2 separate regions of the Sus scrofa genome follow, and region 1 is linked to region 2. The links are chromatin contacts, called in public HiChIP or PLAC-seq maps. All regions are on one chromosome and are shown on one strand. Each heading gives the region's core, a stretch centred on a gene start, on an enhancer-like site or on the middle of the called end of the contact. The rest is flanking DNA. Distances are from core to core; before and after follow the strand shown. Region 1 holds the start of ADO (2-aminoethanethiol dioxygenase). Region 2 holds the start of ARID5B (AT-rich interactive domain-containing protein 5B).

Evidence for each region. HiChIP or PLAC-seq counts read pairs in DNA pulled down with a chosen protein or histone mark.
Region 1: an H3K27ac HiChIP or PLAC-seq map of alveolar macrophages shows a contact between it and region 2. The contact joins the promoter of ADO here to the promoter of ARID5B in region 2. A contact is called at or near these places in 2 of 47 Hi-C or Micro-C datasets (omental adipose tissue and skeletal muscle) and 2 of 2 datasets of contacts at active chromatin or transcription factors (alveolar macrophages and skeletal muscle).

Annotation. Positions count from the first base shown.
Region 1 is chr14:66,275,485-66,278,667 of Sscrofa11.1, forward strand. It overlaps ADO (2-aminoethanethiol dioxygenase), which reads left to right and starts at 1,740. Exons shown (of 1, transcript XM_005671024.3): 1 at 1,740-3,183. The coding sequence starts at 2,463.
Region 2 is chr14:65,406,937-65,410,164 of Sscrofa11.1, forward strand. ARID5B (AT-rich interactive domain-containing protein 5B) reads left to right here and starts at 1,667. Exons shown (of 10, transcript XM_021072755.1): 1 at 1,667-2,162; 2 at 2,593-2,847. The coding sequence starts at 2,142.

The DNA of each region.
Region 1 (3,183 bases), core at 490-2,989, 870 kb after region 2:
AGATGACCTTCAGTTAAATAAGTACAGACAACTACTAGGCAATAAGAGATCTGGAAATCAAACACAACTGTATGTTACTAAAGTCTGATCTATTGAGTCTATACCACCACTAATTATACTTAATAAAGTCAATAAATAAAAATCCAGATTTTTAAATGATGCATTTTCCTCTTAATTTAAATATTCCTCACTTTAGAAAAAGATCGCATGGGATTTCACTATGTGGTGAACTTTGACAGTACATTTACGTACCTTACCAACAGCCTGGGAACCTCTGAAAATATATAAATCTTAAGAGTCCTTTTCTAAAACAAATAATCACCCTCTCAATCAAAATTATCAAATATTGGATTTTCCCGTAGTGTCTCAGTGGTTAGCAAATTTGACTAGACTCCATGAGGATGCAGGTTCAATCTCTGGCCTCGCTCAGTGGGTTAAGGATCTGGCATTGCCCTGAGCTCTGGTGTAGGCTGCAGACACAGCTGGGATCTGGCATTGCTGTGGCTGTGCCTGTAGCAGCAGGAGGCTACAGCTCCAATTAGACCCCTAGCCTGGGAACTTCCATATGTCGCGGATGTGGCACTAAAAAGACAAAAAAAAAAAAATTACCAAATATTAAGAACTGGTTCACTGTTCACAGATCTAGCAGTGGTTCTCTAACCTGGCTGACAATTAAGAATAACTTAAAGAGCATCTTAAAAATAAAAGTTCTGGGCTTCACACCAGTTCGTATGAATCAGAATCTCTTGGGTTTCACTTCCAAATCTTTATTTTTATAAAGCTCCCAGGGGCTTCTGATGAGTAAGCAAGTCCAGAATGACTGCTACTCTACTCCATTATACAAGTGAATAAACTGAGGACCTAAAAGGAAAGGGTCTCCTAAAGACGGACAACTTGTAAAGTAGGACCGTGGGCTGAAAAAACAATATTCTAACTCCTTATTTAATGCTTTTAACACCAATTTGAGCTGCTAGTTTTGGTAAAACGTTGATTAGGCTATCTATATCGGTTATTTACTACCCCCTAGAAACTTACTTATTCATCTGAAAACTGGGAATAATAATGTTTACCTCTTGAGATTGCTGTGAGGATTAGTATAATATTCATTAGATAACGGATGGGAACACAATGCCTGCCTTAGAGTGAACACTCATTAGATACGTTAGGAAGCCCACTTTAAAAAAAAAAAAATTATAAATAAAAAGCATTCCTTTTTTAACTAGAGAGACTTTACTGAACCACTCTAATTACAAAATGAACAAGAAACCAATGTTTAGCTTTGGAAATCCAAAAGGACTTTAAACTCAGGGTAAGGTTAAGTTCAAGAGCTTGCCTGATTCTCGCACAACACTTGTTTCTCACAGGATGCCTCAAAATAATCTCTGGATGAAGACCAGGAATCTGCATTTTTAAAACGCTCCCTCCTCCTCTAACCAGGTGCTTCTTAGGCAAACTAACGTTTGAGAACCATTAGTACAGGGACTCAGTGACCGCAGCAAATGGCCTCTCAAGTTCTAGCAAAAAAACTGCCGTGCTCTGTAATCAGAAAAGCAGCGTCATCAGACCCCAATGCAAACAACAGCTGGGGACGGCTGTGTAAAATAACTGTGCTGATTACCAGGAACAGCTCGACACTCTGATCTCCTAAGAAACTTGGAAAATCGCAAAAGTGCGGTTCCGTAATCCCGTGGCAGACAGAGCTGCCTGAGCGGCCACAAGGAGCTAAAGTTAACCCAACAGCCTCCTTCCCAGGGCTAAGGCCACAGGAAAGCGACCTTGGTTGATTGACCAGGCCCGGGCGGCGCCAGAAGGTTAACGACCCTCTTGCCCTGTTCCTTGAGGCGGCCAAGAGCCTTCACCACACAACAGGCCAGCTGCCGGAAGTGCGTCACCCCAACCTGCTGGGGAATGCTGGGAGATGTAGTGAACTGGCTACTTCTCTTATACCCCAACTTTTTCTTCAAACAGCAAACACCATGGAACCGTAATGAAGGTAGCTCTTAACACCAACAAATCTAATCCGTCCTTTTTCCAGCTGACAAAGAGAACTCTCTCAGAGCGCATGCGGAATATCAGACTACAAGTCCCAGGATGCTCTGCAAGGCACCAGGTCCGCCTGGCTACCGCCGTAGGTGCGGGCCGCATGAATGGAGCTTCGGGCGTAAGGCAAAGCCCAAGACCGTCTGCGCGGCCGGTACCTGCTCCCGGAGCGTGAGTGCTGGGTGTGGGCCGTGCGCGTGCGCGCTCAAAGGGGGCGCAAGGCGGGCGCGTCCGGCCGTTGCGGGCGTGTGGCTGCTGGGGTAGGCGGCTGTAGTGCCGCGCGCCCGACTGGCCGGGAGTTGCGGGGCCTTCTGCCTCGCGCGGAGCTGCGGGCAGCCGTGGCGGCCGCCGGGGACCGCAAGGGGCGAAGGAAAGCTGGGGGCGGAGGGGGCCGGCCTCGGCATGCGGAGGAACAGCAGAGCATGCCCCGAGACAACATGGCCTCCCTGATCCAACGGATCGCCCGCCAGGCATGCCTCACCTTCCGGGGCAGCGGGGGCGGCCGCAGCTCTTCCGATCGCGGCGCGGCGCCAGGCCCTGAGGCGCCTGTGCCGCAGGGCTTCCCGGAGAACCTGAGCAAGCTGAAGAGCCTGCTGACACAGGTCCGCGCAGAGGACCTGAACATCTCCCCGCGCAAGGCCACGCTGCAGCCGTTGCCACCCAACCTGCCGCCCGTCACCTATATGCACATCTACGAGACTGACGGCTTCAGCCTCGGCGTGTTCTTGCTTAAGAGCGGCACATCCATCCCGCTCCACGACCACCCTGGCATGCATGGCATGCTCAAGGTGCTCTATGGCACCGTGCGCATCAGCTGCATGGACAAGCTGGAGGCAGGCAGCGGGCAACGGCCGCGGGCCCCGCCACCAGAGCAGCAGTTCGAACCGCCGCTGCTGGCCCGGGAGCGGGACGCGGTGCGGCCGGGAGTGCTGCGCTCGCGGGCCGAGTACACTGAGGCCAGCGGTCCCTGCGTCCTCACGCCGCACCGGGACAACCTGCACCAGATCGACGCTGTGGATGGGCCTGCCGCCTTCTTGGATATCCTGGCCCCGCCCTACGACCCGGACGACGGCCGGGACTGTCACTATTACCGGGTGCTGGAGCCTGTCAGGGCCAAAGAGGCCTCCGACTCGGCCTGTGACC
Region 2 (3,228 bases), core at 417-2,916:
CAAGGCAGATAATTAAAGAGTGATGTGCAAGTCATAATTTGACTAATGCAAAAGATGGGAGACTGCGAATGGTTACATTGTCCTCCTCCACTGTGCAGAGTTGTGATATTACTTTAAATTATTAAAATAGTTTTCAACATCTTTCAGAATACCGGCTCTTTGGCATGGGCTTTTATTACTTATTGTAATTGGAGGATCTGCCATTTTCTTTCGTTTATCTCTGTGTGTATAGAAACGAGATAGATCTTGCCTTTTATTACTTCCCCATGTTCTGAATCAAAAATGTGGTTTAGATAATGTTAAGTGCCCTAATTCTTACTGCATCGGACTCAGACGTTATGAAAAGGCATAAAAATACACAGAGAGGGTCTTTCCACCTCAAGTCACTGAATATGAGGCATTTGTGCTCTGCCGGGTGTATTAACTTCAGCCATGTGAATATAATTTTCATTAAAGTAATCCTGTTTCAACTAGATGCTGTGACTAGAGGTGAAACGTTGCGAAAGCGTTAAAAATAGCTTACTAGTAATTTCAACATCCTGTAATTTTATCACAGATCAAGTTTCAACTGTCATACTATAACAGACCTTATTCCCCATATAGTACATGTTTACTTTTTTAGCATGCCAGACCCACTTTGGAAAGATTGGTGCCAATATAATAAAATCGGAGGCGGGGGGGGGGTATACTGAAAGGAGTGGGAGGAGAGCCGAGAAGGGGGTGGGGGAGCGTGGGGGAAGCGAGTACACCATTTTACATCAACACTGCGAAAATGCAATCTAGCCTGGCGGAGGACCGGCAGCTGGGTCGGAGCGAGCGAGGGCTTTGCAGTCTCTGCCTGTTCCTTGTTCTGTCGCTCTTAAGTTTCTCTGTGTTTGCATAATAGCCGTGCATGCAAACCTCGCAATGCTCCAGGGCTCCAGAACAATAAATATACACATTTAAAGCCTTTATTGTCTTACGGTTCATGCCCCCGGTTTTCAACAGCTTAATTTCTGGTTGTATTTAACTAGTTTGCAAATGGATTTTTTCAGTTTCAAACTATTATTGAGGAAGCTCCCCTCCCTTTTTTGGCGGGGGAGGGGTTGGGGGTGGGGTAGGAGTCGGTATATTATTCCTGTAGCGCTGGGTTATATAAACACATTATCATTTGAGAGCGCCCTTGGCGTCCATCAGCATTGTAAACACGTACTAGTGTATATACTTCAAAATTAAAGAATGCACACGCAGAACCGGGAGCCTGAATTCATATTCCGAGCAGACTCGCTGCTCGCATTTATTGATTTATCATGCATCGTTTATTGTTCCAGTCCCTAAATGCAGTCGCTGTCCGTTCAATATTGTTTGCAAAATCCTGAAATGTGTGTGCACTGCTCACTTGTCTTTCTGTTTTTTTTTTTTTTTGCTGAGTGTTTTTTTTTGCGAAGCGAACAAATGCATTAATATTTATATGTTTATATAATCGATAACCCACTTTTCTCTTCCATGTAAATAGGCATCAAAAGATAATTTAACAGATTAGTTCTCGAAAACATGGCAGTGAGGAAGCGTAATTTAACTATCAAACAAATCTACATGTCTAATAACAGCAAATCTGCTAAGGAGCATTAGAAAGAGGAGCAGCGCCCCGGAATCTCTGCAGGAAATGTTCTTTATATTAGACATATACAAGCAGGTCCTGTCAGATGCACAGCGGAGCTCGCTACCTCTTGTCTCCTCCAAAAAATCTCACCAAACGATACCCCTAGACAAGGGAGACAGAGAAGAGGGAGATCTCATCTTTGCACAATTTAAGAGTAGATTTTATTTTTACAAACCTTCCTATATGTTTTTTGCCTTGATCCATCCGCTTCCCGCCGAGATTGGACGGAGCCTTTCTCCCGATTATGAATTTGATCAACCCACATTTGGAAGGAACCCTACACAGTTCTGACAGGAGCTGAAAATTGAGTCGTCAGAGAAATATTAGGACATATTTTCAATCATTTTGGTGCTGGGGGGGAGGCAAGGGCTTAGTTTTATATTGAGACATTACGCCAGCTGAAGGCAGAGAATGTTTTTCCCTGCCAGGACCTGATGCAATCCATTCAAGCCAACAAGTTTGGAGAGAATGTTGAGTTCAATCAATTCAGAACGTCGAGATGGAGCCCAACTCACTCCAGGTATTTCGCTCTTCTCCGCTCCTCCGATCCCGGCACCCCCCCGGCACCCCCCAGGCCCCCAGCTTACCCACACCTCTGCACCCACCCACACCCCCCACAAACTTTTCACCAAACTTTTACCCTCTGCATCCCCCCAAATCATTTTTATTGTTTAAAAAAATCCCTGCACCGATCATACATACATAATGTAATTTTACCTCCTCAGATGGAGAGGTAGGGAGAGGTGGCGGGGGGGGGGGGGGGCTGAGGGTTTTTTTTTTTTCTTTTAAGGGAGGCAGAAATTTTGTGGGCTCTATTATTTTCCACCCAGCTTTATATCTGTTGCCTCTTCTGTATTAAGAGTGTGGATGTCTGTGTGTAAATATGTCTGGGAATAGACGTTTGTGCTCTGATGGCTACATTATTTATTTGGTGCTTTTTTCCCCTGCAGTGGGTCGGCTCACCGTGTGGCTTGCACGGACCTTACATTTTCTACAAGGCTTTTCAATTCCACCTTGAAGGCAAACCAAGAATTTTGTCCCTTGGCGACTTTTTCTTTGTAAGATGTACGCCAAAGGATCCGATTTGCATAGCGGAGCTCCAGCTGTTGTGGGAAGAGAGGACCAGCCGGCAACTTTTATCCAGCTCTAAACTTTATTTCCTCCCAGAAGACACTCCCCAGGGCAGAAATAGCGACCATGGCGAGGTGGTAAACTTATATCTCCCTTTCTTCTTCCTTTATTATTTTTCCCCCAGTAATGCTTATTACAGGGCAAGCTTGAAAATACTGTATTCACTTCTGCAGGCGAGCAGGATCGACTCCTTTTTTAAAGGGGTAGCGCCACTAGCTGGGGCTCGAGTATTTTGCCATTGTCAGAGTTTGGCTGTCAGCTTTACAAAGAGGATCCAACTGCTGATTTTAGTCAAGATCAAATAACTTGTTCGAGAAGGGTTTTGTTCAAGGATGTGTGTGCGCGTGTGTGTGTGTGTGTGTGTGAGAGAGAGAGAGAGAGAGAGATCGTTCGCTCTCCTGCTACTGCTGCCTGAACATCACATGCTTTTTATGTTTTTTGCCTTTGAAAATTTA